3 separate regions of the Mus musculus genome follow, and regions 1 and 3 are each linked to region 2. A link is a contact called in public promoter capture Hi-C data. All regions are on one chromosome and are shown on one strand. Each heading gives the region's core, a stretch centred on a gene start, on an enhancer-like site or on the middle of the called end of the contact. The rest is flanking DNA. Distances are from core to core; before and after follow the strand shown.

Region 1 (4,483 bases), core at 7-2,506, 1.2 Mb after region 2:
TGACAGAAACCACAGATCCAGTTTCCACTTGGGTTCTTGCCCTTAAACGTGTAATCTCTAAGTATGCATAGTATGTACTTCATTAGGGTTCCCAACCCCTGTAAGGCGTGTCAAAATAATAATTTAACTGTCGCATCCTGCACAGGAAGCGTCTCAGGGAAATTTGTCTCATTGCAAGTTCAAGAAGAATGTGGGATTGATAACTTTTATTTCCTTATTAAAACGTTCATCTATTGGGAAAGTTTATATATAACTCTTAAATCATCTGGCACTTAAGAAATTAGGGACAATTGGTTAAACAAAATAAAGCAGAGAGAGAGAGAGAGAGAGAGAGAGAGAGAGAGAGAGAGAGAGAGAGAGAGAGAGAGAGAGAGAGAGAGAGAGAAACTTTGCAAATAATGGGATTCCCACATTTGTGCCCCTGCCCACAGAGCTAACTCATTTCAAACAAGAAAACTACCCATAAAACAAACAAAAACCTCTCTAAACTACCCATCTTTAAGCCTGGGAGGCAGGGGCTGCTGGGGAAAGCAGCAGGTGAGAAGTCTGTTGGCAGTTGCTTCCTGGACCTGACCAGGTAGCCTTGGCCCCAGCAGCCCTGCTGGAGCAGGCACATCCCAGAGCCCCCTGGTTGTAAACTGGTCCTTTGCACAAAGGTCTCTAGCAGGCTGAAGCAATCTCTTCCTGCACCACCCTAAGAAAGTAAATCATTATCTATCAGAGATACTGTCCATACCTTTGGGGTTCTAGAACTGCTCAATTTTCAAAAGAAAGTGGGGGCGGGGAGGGGGGGAGAAAACCTTTAAAACTTTTAAAAAGTTTTTTTCAGTAAAATTGATATTAATTCATGCATAACATAAACTAGTCATGAATTTATCGACAAAAAGCAACGTCAACCGACCAAGTCGCACCATCCCGCACTTCCCCAGCCCCGCCAGTGAGAAAGACAGACTCACAGAAGACATCCTCTTAGACTGAGCGCACTTTAACAACTCCATACTTGTCCTATGACAAATGCACCGCGCCTTCCTCCCCCTCTTCTCCTCTTGGGGGCGTCGAGGGCTTACCTAGACAAAGCAGCGTCAAGACCCAAGAGGCAGGGAGCGTCTCCATCCTTCTTTCTCGGTGCAGCTTGCGGAGTGCGCGGCGGCCAGCGGGAGCAAGGTGCCTGTGGCTGAGTTGGAACCGAGCTGATCCAGGTACCAGAGCCCACCAAGTCGCTGTGACTCTGAGCAGCCAGGCAAGTGAGCTGAGCTACTCGGCGCAGCGCAGCGACCTTTATAAGTCTGGGGAGGTGCCTAGGCACGCGAGGACTTACTAGCGGGTTGTCCAGGGTTTCCTAATGCCACCCCCCGGGGGGAGGAGTGGTGGCCAGCGGAGGACTGGCCAGATGTCATCCTCCCTCTCAGGAACACCTGAGAGGAGGGTTTCAGGAATGAATGTCCTTCTAGTGTGGCTACTCCCCAAACTTTTCCATCCTCCTTGTCTTCGGACTCAAGCCCCGAGGAGGTGGGGAGCTTGGACCAGATGGGTTGGTTTGCTCTATGGGGTCATCTGCCGGGTAGTGGGTGGCTTTAGTTGCTGTGGGTGACTGTTGTAGTCAGGGCTGTGTTTCCAGCGCATACTTTTGGAGAGTTGAGTTGCCAACTCAGGCCGGAATAACTCCCTGTTTGGGAACATACTTGAAGCATGTCACTGGCTCCAGAGCTCTCTGCTCCTATTCAAATGCCCGGAAATGCCTTTCACCCTCACGCCTTCCTTCTCAGCCCCTCAGCTTCCAATGTGATTCAGACATTTATCACCTCAAAGTCTAGTAATTATGAAGAAAGCCCTATATTGTTTGTCCGTTCTGTCCTATTTGCTATCTATTGGCAAATTTTTTGAGTTAACAACTCCAAACACTGCCTTAATCCAGCACTCCTTGCTACAACAACTTTCCAGTTCTCTGTGCCTGTCTCAAATGCAAACTTGAATCGGTCCTTATCTGAGCTCGCACTAGTTTGTCAGACAAATTGGCTCACCACCTCACCATTTCTGCTTCTTCGCAGTTTCCTCCCATTGCTGATGGAGTCATACTTGGGGGAAAGGCTGCCTTTTATGAGGAACTAGGCGAATTAGTCTATTTAGCGTGGCTCTCGAGGCCCGGGATGTGTGAGTTCACAGGGATCTTGTCTGGTTTGAGATACCTTTTCCCTTGATTCATAGAATCTAGATTAGGCCCTGCGCTTCTGGTTAAATGACTGTGTATGCTTTGGTTTTTATTTATAAGTCTGGTTTTCATATCTCTACAGACATAGGGGTTTTTCCTCCCTCTGGGTTTTAGTTACATTCCTCTGGAGAGATTAGGAATAGTCAATTTAACACACAAAGAGATTGGGATGGAAAATGGAATCTGAATGATTTTTGCCTAGTACATTTGTTGATTTTCTAGCTCAAAATTAGAAAATGGATTGTTTATAAATTCTTTTTTTCCTGTTATTTTCTCTCCCTTAAGTCAAGGTCTTTGAGTGTCCGCACATTTTGTTGTTGGAAAGCAATACTGCATTCTTTTCGTGGTGAAGACTTAAACATTTGAATGGAAATCCTTGAAAAGCCTGCTCAGTCTTTCTACCCCGGCTCATGATGAAGGAGGCTTAAGACTAGTTAACTATTGGAGAAGATAAGGGGCGTGTTAAGCACAGTGCCTAGAAGGTCAGTGCTCCCTGAAAGTTCCCACTCTTACCTGCAAATGCCCACTCCTAAGGGGTACTTGGTAGTTAATCAATATTTACAAGTCCAGGGAAATCCAGGAACAATAGATTACAGGTAGGCAAGCTTTCTCTGTTGACTCCAATTTGTTGAAAGGGCAGATGGTAAGGAGCTTCACAGTGATTTTTTACGTGTGTGTGTGTGTGTGTGTGTGTGTGTGTCTGTCTGTCTGTCTGTCTGTCTGTGTATCAATGGCTAGAGCTGAGTAATATAACATTGGTAATGGGTTGTAGCTTTGTGGGTCACTTATAGGAGTCATACATTTGGTAAACCAGAATAAGGAAAAAGAGATTTGGTTACAAATTAGAGCTGAAAATAAAAATAGCTCAAGTGCCTGAGGAATAAAAGCAAAAGAGTGGGTCATCAGCTGGAGTCATCAGCCTCCAGCCTCCACGGTGACTTGTGCTACCTGCACAAGTACCCTTGCAATAAGTGAAAGAGAGGAGAGGGGACCTTGCTCACTCACTCACTCTGGTTCCTGCCTCCTTTCATTAGATGGAGTGCTGTGCCTTCTGTTCATAAAACAAAATAAAGGGATGGAGTAGGAGAGTAACAGGGCCATACTGACAGCAGGCAGCAAAGGGCCAGCTCTGGCACCATCTGTAGTCAAGATGGATTTTCACTCTGTGGCTGATGCCTGCATGAGGGGAAAATTCCTCACACGTCTCTTAAACATTTCCACAGCACATGCCCTTCAGCCGGCTGGCTTCTAACATGGTGTGAGGAAATCTTTTCTTTACTGGGTCTGTGTTTACTCAATTTTGTAGCCATTACTTCTCCAGCGTGACTCCACCATGACACATCAGGAGAGGTTTGCTGCTGCCTCCGCAAAATAGTATTCTGTATTTAAAAAAAAAGGAACAATTTTCATTCATTGTTACTTCATACATAGTATAAGGTACAATCATAATTCCCCTTAAAGGCAGAAACATGTTCGAGTGACTGCTGAACAGTTGGAGAATAAAATAAATTTATAATTTTCCAACTAGAAAGATGATGCTAAAACATCAGCCCGATCAGCAATCCCCAATTTGACATGTATGTGAAATTATTTTAAAGAGATTAGTAGTCTTAAGACATCTTAAGAGGTTAGTATATACAAATTACATATACATGTTTAATATTACTTAAATGTGACATTGAATTCTTACTGTGATTAGTAAGTATATTCAGTTTTTAAAAGACACTGAGTTCATTATGGCATTGTAGCATGTGCTTTTAGTATCATCCTTGATCATACTTTCATACATGTCTTTTCCTCTTCTACCCTCTCTTAATTCCTTCCTAACCCTGGTAACTCCTTTCCTGCAAACCTCTTTTTCACACTTCTGTTTATATGCTTTATTTTGTGACTCACTGGGCCTGCGTGACTTTACTCAATGTAATTTTTTTCCCAGCGCCATCCACTTACCTGCTGATAGATAAGATTCTGGGGTGCATATATTACATATTTTCAGTATCCATTCATCAGTTGATGAATATATAGGCTGCTTCCATTTCCCAACTTGTGTGAGTACAGCAGCAGTGAACACGAATATTCAGGTATCTCTGTAGTATAATATAGTGTGTGTGTGCATGTAGGTATCTGTGTGTGTGTCTCCTGTATGTGTATGCATGTGCCTGTGTGTAGCTATTATGTGTATGTTTGTGTGTGTGCATGTTGGTGTCTGTGTGTATCTCATGTATGTGTGTATGTCTGTGTCTGTCTGTATAGCCATTACATGTGTGTGTTTGC
Region 2 (4,777 bases), core at 857-3,356:
AAAAAAGATTGTTCTTTGAATGCAAACAGAGTACTGTTAAGAAAACAAGCCAATCTTTAAGTAACGGTGGTTTTCCCTTGAGGCACATACAGTCTTGGTGTTTCTTCTATAAATAAAACGGCCATGTGGAAATGGTTGCTGGATGTGAGTGGAAAGGATATATCTGAGTGACTTCTTTTTGCCTGCTTTGGACACTTTGGTAACTCGTATGTTAAGCATTTATATACATTTATATAAAGCATCCTTTGCAGAATCAGGAACAGCTCTAGTTCCGCATCAGCCAGAGGCAGTTGGAACAGGCCTGCTAATCCTAAATCAGCATCAAAGGGGCCTTAAAAGGAAATTGGGCCAAGTTGTAAAACAGAAAGGCAAAATGGGAACTGCCATTCCAGGAAGGGCTGCAAGAGTGGAAGTTTAAAGGAATCACTAGGGAAGGAAATTCGGAGTAAAAATACAGCTTCCTGTTTCAGGGGTACTGCACCTTTTTTTTTTTTAAGGTAAAAACATTTGAAAGATTTATTTATTTAATGTATATGAGTACCCTGTAGCAGACACTCCAGAAGAGGGCATTGGATTCCATTACAGATGTTTGTGAGCCACCATGTGATTGCTGGGATTTGAACTCAGGACCTCTGGAAGAGCAGTCAGTGCTCTTAGCCACTGAGCCATCTCTCCAGCCCAATAAAAACACTTTATAATCACGACTTTTTAACATACAAATATATAGAGCACAAGGAAACATTTACCAATCCAATGTTAATATCCTGGCTTTTTTGTTGCTTTTGTTTTATAAGTGAAAGCATGAGAGGCTGGCTTTCTGGCTCACGCCTGTAATCCCAGTACCCAGGGCTCAAGCGGGAGGAGCAGGAGGGTGGGGTCAGTCTGGGCTATGTTCTGCCTACAGAGAGGAAGTTCAGTATAAGAAGAGAACCAAAAAGTGGAACTGAAGCACTCACCATGACCCCTCCCTCAAGTGCTGCTAATCTCAGATGTGTGTGTGTGTGTGTGTGTGTGTGTGTGTGTGTGTGTGTGTGCGCGCGCGCACGCTCCTGTGTGTGTCTTCAGCACAGTATTATTTAGTATCTTAAAATTTGGCATAGAGTATCAGTTTGTGCTTTTGCTGACTGTAACTCAGCATTAGCATGTTTGTGTGTGTGTTGTGTGGCGGTGCACGTGTGTGTGTGTGCACATGGAGGCTAGAGGCTGACATGGGGGTCTTTGTTACTTTCCACTGCAGGCAGGGATTTTTTCCTGAGGCAGCGTTGCTCTCTCACTGAACATGCTGCTCACTTGACTTGGGTGAGCTGAATGTGCAGTTTAGCTCCATCCCAGCAAGAGGCCACTGGGGTGGACTAGCCCTGGGGTCCTTCGGCCTGCTCACTAGCTCCATCCTCATGGCTTGTTCGGCTTGCTTTCTTATAGAACCCAGGATCATCAGGCCAGGGATGGCGCCACCCACAAAGGGATGGGCCCACTCCCATCGATCGCTTATTGAGAAAATGTCTTACAGCTGGATCTCATGGAAGCATTGTCCTCAACCGAGGCGCCTCTCTGACGGCTCTAGCTTGTGTTGACACAGAACCATCCAGTACACCGGCGCTGGTTGAAACAGAGTCTGAACTTTAGGTGTTTAAGTACAGCGCAATTTTAGGGAAAAGACGTTTCCTGGTAACAATTATCTCAATCTCATGTGCACAGTAAAGCTTACGGCATCTTAAGGACCTTGGGCAGGATCGGGTGTGGTCTTGGGCATACATATTTCATAGAGTCATCAAACTACAAAGTGCATGTGACATCTTCCGTAAGGATAGGTTCTATTGACTGAGAAACAATGCTTACGAGTCTGGGAAGTCTAGGATAGAAGTATAGTCTAGGGGGTTCGGGTGAGGTCTGGCCCTACGTATAGCACAAATCACCAGGTTATTAAGTACAACCACTCCCGGCCTTTTACACAGAGATGTGATACTGCCTCTAGCTGTGAGTGAGAAGCAGGCTTAATCCCGCTGGGGCAGGAGGCGGTGTCAGTGCTTGGGTTCCTGACCGGGTGGAGCGCAGGCCCCGCCTTCAGTGCCAGCACCGCCCCAGGCCTCCCACTCCGCCTCCCCAGGACAGCAAAGATTCATTGGTCCGGTGGTGGCCTCAGAAGCCGGAGCTATGGGGACCCTAGCCACCAGGGCCGCGTGCCATGGGGCACACCTGGCCCTGGCTCTGTTGCTGCTACTGTCGCTGTCCGGTCCCTGGCTGTCGGCTGTCGTCCCCGGGACTCCGCCTCTCTTCAACGTCAGTCTGGACGCGGCCCCGGAGCAGCGCTGGCTGCCGATGCTGCGGCACTACGACCCAGACTTCTTGCGCACCGCGGTGGCGCAGGTCATTGGGTGAGCGCGGGACTGGTCTGGTGAACTTGTAGTCAGGCTCTGCTCTTCCCTCGTTGCTGCACCTCTACCCTCTCACCGCTGCACCGCTGCCCTCCCCACTGCTCTGCGCAGCGCCCAGCGGGTGGCTGACCCAGCAAGGCCAGTTCGGCTCTCAAATTCGGAGCCTCCTGCGGCGCGCGCGTTTACCACACATTTTCCGGGTCAGGGTAACGCGCAAGGTGTCACCCAGTATGCTAAGCTGCAGCGTAGGGCATGCAGCCCAGGAAACTCCGCATCGTGGACCAGCCTGGCTGGCCTTACATGGAGGTTGGCACTGGAGGTAGTGGTGATTGCACTACCATTGGGTGTATCTCAGCCCTTATACTTTTCATTTCGAAAGTCTCGCTGGGAGTTTGACTATACATATATGAGTATATGGACAACATAAATTGGATTTGGTGGTTTGTTTTTGTTGTTGTTTTGTTTGTTTGTTTGTTTGAGGGGTAAGGCAAAGGTGGGAGGGTGGACTCGAGAGGAACGTGTGATCGGGTTGCATTGTATGAAATTCCCAAATAATGAATATAAATGTTATGATGTGAGAAAAAAAGAAAGAGATTCTCGCTGTGAAACATAAACTGCCCTTACAATCCTCCTGCCTCAGCCTCCTGAGTAGCTGGGATTACAGCCCTGCACTATCATGCCCACTTTATTCCCGCTGGTTTGAACGCTGGGAATGGAGCAGCTCTGAAAGTAATCTAGATTCCCAACATTCCTCCCGCCTCGTCCACGCATACGTGCACTGTCCATGCTCTGAGACGAGAAACAAACTTCGTACTTTTTCATTTCTAGCGACAGGGTTCCCCAGTGGGTACTCGGGATGGTCGGAGAAATTGTGTCGAAGGTGGAGAGCTTCCTGCCTCAGCCCTTCACCGACGAGATCCGCAGCATCTGTGACTCGCTCAACCTCAGCCTGGCTGACGGTATCTTGGTCAACCTGGCCTACGAGGCTTCCGCGTAAGTGCCCCGTGCTAGGTGGATTAAAGTCAACTAATTGCCACCTACTGGGGACTCCTGTCACCCATAATGAATGGAGGAGATATGTTCGCTTGGTGAAGATGAGATAATGACTGAAGTTTACATGTCACCTTAGGTTTCTGACTCCCCAGGGAAATCAGAGCAGCATGTGTCTGGTGGACTTCCAGAGGGAAGCAGCCGCTCTACCCAAAGCTTACTTTTATCTTGTCAGGGATCTAGATGGCATCCTACTTTCCAAACTGTTAAGGCCTAGGAACTGTCGAAGGTCTGGCCAGCCAGTTTGCACTGTTACTAATGATATAAAGAAACTTTCTCAAGTGCTTGTTATTAGGAAACGAGGCCTGAGCTTGTTGCTTATTCTGTTATGTTCTGTGCCTTGGTGTTCTTGGAAACCAATCACAATAGAAGGCAATTAGAAAGAACTGCTTTGTATAGTTAGCCGACGTAAGCTTGGACCCGAACCAACCACCCAGCAGCACTTCCTCCACCCGTGTATGAGCTTTTTTTAAATGTACGGTTTCTTGCCTTATAAACTGCTCCTGAGATGGACCCCTACATAAAAGAGATGCTTGCACCAATATAAGATGCTATTTAGAATAAGACTTGCATTTTGAGTAGGGGTAGAATAAAGCTTAAGTTCCTAAGGAATATGTAGGGATATGTAGGAAGGCTAGATGTGGTTGGTTGATTCCTAGAGTTACTATCATTCACCCCAATTGGCTGGATGTAGAAAATGCTACGATTTTTAAAATATAATTGACATTCTATTGGACAGAAAGAGATGTGTACATCCTGGTAGATAGGTTAAGACATGCATGTTAGGCAAGGCAAGTCCTCCACCACTGTTGAACACCCCAACCAGTGAGAACTGGATATAAAATGTAGGATGTGTTCCTATGGGAATTCCCCACCTAAATCCTGATTGGTGGAATAACTTAACACAGATGTTTGTAGATTTCAGGCTTAAAAGCTATATAGGATTCTGGCTGGTGGTTGCAGTTCAGTTCCTCCTGAGTTAAGACCACATCCCTGATAGATCAGTCTTGGGGTGTGTGCTCAATAAACAAGCCCTGTTTGACTGAGAATGGTGTCTAAGTGGTTTGTGAGACGACCTCGAAAAAGCTACTCAAGAGCTGGGGAGAAGGCTATGTAGATAATCAGAGTGCCTGCTGTGGCCAGAGTGGACCTGAATTCAGAACCCTGGCTGGGTATGCCGCATGTGCCTGTAACCCAATCGCTGGGGTGGGAGAAGAGAGGAGGATTGTGGGAACTTGCTGCTTCAAGTTCAATAGGAGAACCTCTGCAAAAAGTAAAGTGGAGGACTGCAGAGAGAGCTTGAGTTAAGAGGGCGTATTCAGTGTGAGCTCCTGAGTTCAATCTCTGAGACA
Region 3 (4,597 bases), core at 906-3,405, 1.6 Mb after region 2:
GTCTCCTCTGTAAAGACACATTTTAAAGAAGAGGAAGATGGGCAAAGAGAAAATTTCAAAAACAAAAAAAGCGAATATGCAAGGTTAATGTAAGAAAGACTTCGACTTTACTAGTAACTAATTCTGTACACATTTACAGCATTTATCAGCTGAGGATGGTATAAACCTGAATCCCAGCACTAAGGAAATGAACCAAAAGGTCGAGAGTTGGAGACTGGAATAGCTATCAAGTGAGCCCTGTCTCAAAAAATAAAATAAAATAAAATAAAATATGAATTCTAAACTTTCAAACTGGTAATAATTGGAAAGAAGTACAATAACTCATGAACACATATTACCCTAGGATTATGAAATCAATAAATTATTCTTTGGATTAGAAAACTTTTAGAATCTAGAGGCATGGCTAAGGACTTAGCACCTGCTGCTCTTGCAGAGAACCCAGGTTCGGTTCCCAGCACCCACATGGTGACTCGCTACTGTCTGTGACTCCATTGCTGGGGGATCCAATACCCTCTTCTAGCCCCAGCAGGCACAGAAAGCAGATGGTGTCCACACACACAGGCAAAACACCCATGCTCATAAGATAAAAGTAAAATAAATTTTAATATAATTTAAAGTATATACCCTTTTTCATCCTGTTACTTCACTTTGAAGGTTGTAAGGTCGTAACCACAGTTCAGAGCAATTACATGTAAAAATTCGCTGTAGTGTTGTTTAGAAATAAAACTCCCTCTCAATAAGGAACTGCTTAAATAAATAATGCTCTATGCATATGGCATATTACAGTGCCGCTAGTTAAAATACATTGTAAGAAAAAAATTAACCCACCCTGACATATGGTAAATTGTTCACAATATCTTTTATGAGATAAAGATAAGTTATAGAAGAGCAAACTATGCAGCCACCTTCAGATATGTTCCCAGAGTAAATATGTCAGCCATGACAGTCAGCCCGCTGCTTACAATAATTTTATTCCAGAGATAGATTTGTAAATATTTTTGTTTCATTTCTGTGTTTTTGAAATTTTTCACATTGTGCATGCTATATGGCTTTACAGTCTACAGAAAAACTATACATCTACACGAGGATAAAGTATTTAAAGGGAAGGCTGCAGATAAAGGCAGAAACCCAGTGTTGCCCAGACACTGAAAACAAACAGGAGATCCGTTTGAGCACGGGCGACTGGGTGCAGCCAGGATCTGAGCAAGACATTGTAGAAGCAGAGCTGTAAACACTGCAGGTCCTGTTCTTTATCATCCAAAGGTCAGTCCACGCCAGCAACCACACACCAGTATACTGTGAGCCAACGTGGCCAAGCTAGTACAAGTGATGGCCGATACCTCTTTTGACCAATGCCTGTTAAATCTCAAAGCCCCTCACCTTTTTCAATGGCCACAGGCTAACTCGACTGTCTGACCCTTTCTGCGTGAGTTTAGAATCCTATGGAAGGCACCGTATAGACACATCAAACAAGCACTGGGGCTCTAGCGTCATTGTCAGACCTTCAGTTCAGTCAGCATTCCACCTCAGAGAACACAAGTCAAGCCTGCCTCACCTTCTCTTAAAATAATAATACGGCTACCCAAGACCCAATTTAAGTCAGGTGGTCAGGCCAGGCACATGAGCCCTGATGTTGCAAGCTGCCTGGAAGGTTCTGGCACACCCTAAGGGTGTGAGGAAAAAAAAAAAAAGTCTTGGGTGCAAAGGTGCTGGCAGAAAGCCAAGACTAAGGAAAAGAAAATTAAGAAATCACAAGCTGAAAGACAACTTAACTTTTCAAAGACAAAACGCAGAGTCCTAGCTGGAGCCGTTTATCTGCAGCACAGTTGGCTAGCAAAGATCCTGCAGCCTGTCACTGACAAAGGTCCCCACCATCAGTCCACTACTGCAGAGAGCAGGGTACCTGCTGGCCGCAAGGACAGAGTAAACACTCCCAACATGCACTGAGGCACTGGGCGTGGCTCAGGTTGCTCACACCCCCTGCGATGGGCAACCTTGTAATAATTAACTGCCGCTGGGGCTGCGAAACTCTGCCTGGAGCAGCACTGTGGGGCCAGCCATGTGTCCTCCACCCTGACTGCCTGCCTCGGCTCGGAGCAGGTGAGTGATCAGGTGAGTGACAAGGACGCCTTGTCACCCGCAGGCAGCTCCGCCTTCCCACTACTGTAAGGGACAGCTCGCCACCTCAGGCTCCGCGCTGCTTGGTCACAAGAGTCTCCTTTGCCCGGCACAAAAGCAGGTGAACTTGGAGGTTGAAGCGAAGAGCCCCGCTCAGTCCACACACAGGCACACCAGGTAGGGGTGCGGGGAGCATTTGAGAGCGGTCTAGAGAAACTGAAATCCATAGTCAGGAAGCGTAAACCCGTGCGTGCATCAGCGCAACCTGAGCCCTAGTGTGAGTTGGCCTTAAATCAGAATTTTTTTTTCAGAATACTCTCCTGGAGAAGGTAAGCGCGTGAGGGGGTTAGGACACAGTAGTGGGGAGGGGCGTTTGGAGCAGCAAGACCACCCTGCCTTCCCCTTTCCCAAAGAGCCAGCTCGTTGACTTTTACCTTAGCTGCTTCTTGTGTTTCAAGTTTGTCATACATGACTACATCGTAAAGGAAAGACCCTTTAACTTGAGGGGTCAGTTAAATGTTCCTTTCTTCAAGGTAAATCAGCTTCACTGAGAAGGGATTGAGATATAATGAAGACCTCACCAAACAATGTTAGGATGACCGTAATCACAAGGGCATCTGTGAGTTAGCATCCAGATTCTGAAGCTGGAGAGTCATAGGATCAAGCCTTGTGTCTGCTACTTACTAGTTTGTCACTTTGAACGTTACTTCCCATATCTAAGCCTCATAAGTCTGGCATCTATAAAACAAACATGATACCATGTGTCTCAGGGCACTTTAGTGGGGATTAAACAGGTGGCAGTTCTTCCACAAACGGCATCGCATCGTATGTCACCGCCCACAAATCTACAGATCTGTAAAATGGGTGTGACGGGGAGGACAAACTGACCTGAGCTGGACAGACAACACCAGACCCTGAGGATGCTGGAAGAGGAACAGTGCTTGTGAGACTGACCTGGTGACCATGGGCGAGCAGCAGCAGCTCTGTAGTGGTAAAACTGCCTGGCTTCTCCTCACTTCCAAGTGTTTAGCCTACCTGAAGGCCAGTTTAAACTTAAATGTTATCCACTTTTATTTTGTGAAAGTGGTGTTTATTTCTGAGGAAATAAAAAGCATCTGTAGTGAGAAAATTACTATCTATTTTATGCTGTAAAGCCCTGGCCTTTATGCTTCACATGAAAGACTGCATTTGAATGACTTTCATCAAATTAGACTATCTGGGCTAAGCCCTTCTGTTGTAACACATATTGAATGGTTTACAGTCAAATGATGGTGACTTTCTTTATATGCTAACAGTCTGGTGCTCATGCTTTGTCGGGCTCTAACTCTTCAGCTTAAATGACAAGGAAGTGGCTTTTTATTATACGGTGTTGTGTAAAGGACACTTTTGTGACTCTTGCTATGAGTTTTATGAATGTTGCTAAATGGTTTACAATGCAAATCATCATTGTCTTAAATGTTCATTTTTCCACTATAGAATTTGAATTTCCTAATCCACATCTAATGAGATACTGACTGAAGAATTTTGGGTAGATTTCTAATGCCAAGTCAACTGACATTTGTTGTGCTATTGGCTTATAGGATCTAGCAATAACAGTGCAGTTTGGCTTATAAAATAATCTCATTTATTTAGACTACCTCAGAGTAATAACTAAACATTTTTCATCTATTATACTGAATATAAACTGTTGAATACAATTTAAAGTATTTGATTTTATATTCCCTAGTGATATATCAATATAAAAAACAGTGCCCCAAGTAAGATAAATCTGTTTGACTATATTTAATATTTTAATATTGAGATGAATCTCCTTAACCTCATAAAAAACTATCTTCCTAGTTAGCTTATATGCTATACGTATATGTTTATCTGTTGTTCCTAAAATATATAACCCTATATTGCAAATTATAGAATGTTCTAATCAACAACACAGAAAAATAACGAGGGTTGTATGAAATAATAAACTTTTCTAATTATATTTAAAATAGTGCAGATAACATAGCATTAAATGTTGTACACTTAATGTTGACTCCTATTTTAGTTTCCTGAAATGAGTAGCTTATAATTATAATTAAACTAGATGTTTTATGCTAAATCTCCAGTTACTTGTATAAATTCAGGGATTCTGGGGCTTCAGAAACACGGATTTAGGCTTCATGTAAAAAATTTAATTTTTTAAAAAATATTCAAGTCATCCATTCATCTGTTGAAGGACATCCATCAGCCGGTTGGCTTCCTTTCCCTGGCTAGAGTGAACACAGCTGAGCAAGTGTCTCTGGGATGGATGTGGAGTCCTTGGGCATAGGACAGGGACTAGTGGGGCTGGGTCAGGTAGTAATCTAACTTTCAGCTTCTTGAGAATTCTCCATGCCGGATTCCACAGTGGCGACATCGGTTTGCATCCTATCCAACAGTGAATGTGGGGGATCCCTGTCTCCCACATCTTTACCAGCATCTGTTGTCGGTTGTTTTCTTGATC

Evidence for each region. Promoter capture Hi-C pulls out the DNA fragments that hold promoters and counts their contacts.
Region 1: a promoter capture Hi-C map of the 3T3-L1 cell line shows a contact between it and region 2, with 4 times the contacts expected there. The contact joins the promoter of Ereg here to the promoter of Naaa in region 2. A contact is called at or near these places in 1 of 39 promoter capture datasets (the 3T3-L1 cell line) and 1 of 115 datasets of contacts at active chromatin or transcription factors (pancreatic cancer cells).
Region 3: a promoter capture Hi-C map of liver shows a contact between it and region 2, with 3 times the contacts expected there. The contact joins the promoter of Rassf6 here to the promoter of Naaa in region 2. A contact is called at or near these places in 2 of 39 promoter capture datasets (the C10 cell line and liver).

What each region holds. Positions count from the first base shown.
Region 1 is chr5:91,071,390-91,075,872 of GRCm38.p6, reverse strand. Ereg (epiregulin) reads right to left here and starts at 1,256. Exons shown (of 5, transcript NM_007950.2): 1 at 1,068-1,256. The coding sequence starts at 1,113. Gm19610 (a long non-coding RNA gene) reads left to right here and starts at 938. Exons shown (of 3, transcript XR_001784889.2): 1 at 938-1,199; 2 at 2,495-2,691.
Region 2 is chr5:92,275,510-92,280,286 of GRCm38.p6, reverse strand. Naaa (N-acylethanolamine acid amidase) reads left to right here and starts at 2,106. Exons shown (of 11, transcript NM_025972.4): 1 at 2,106-2,375; 2 at 3,204-3,368. The coding sequence starts at 2,155.
Region 3 is chr5:90,638,085-90,642,681 of GRCm38.p6, reverse strand. Rassf6 (Ras association (RalGDS/AF-6) domain family member 6) reads left to right here and starts at 2,155. Exons shown (of 11, transcript NM_028478.3): 1 at 2,155-2,295.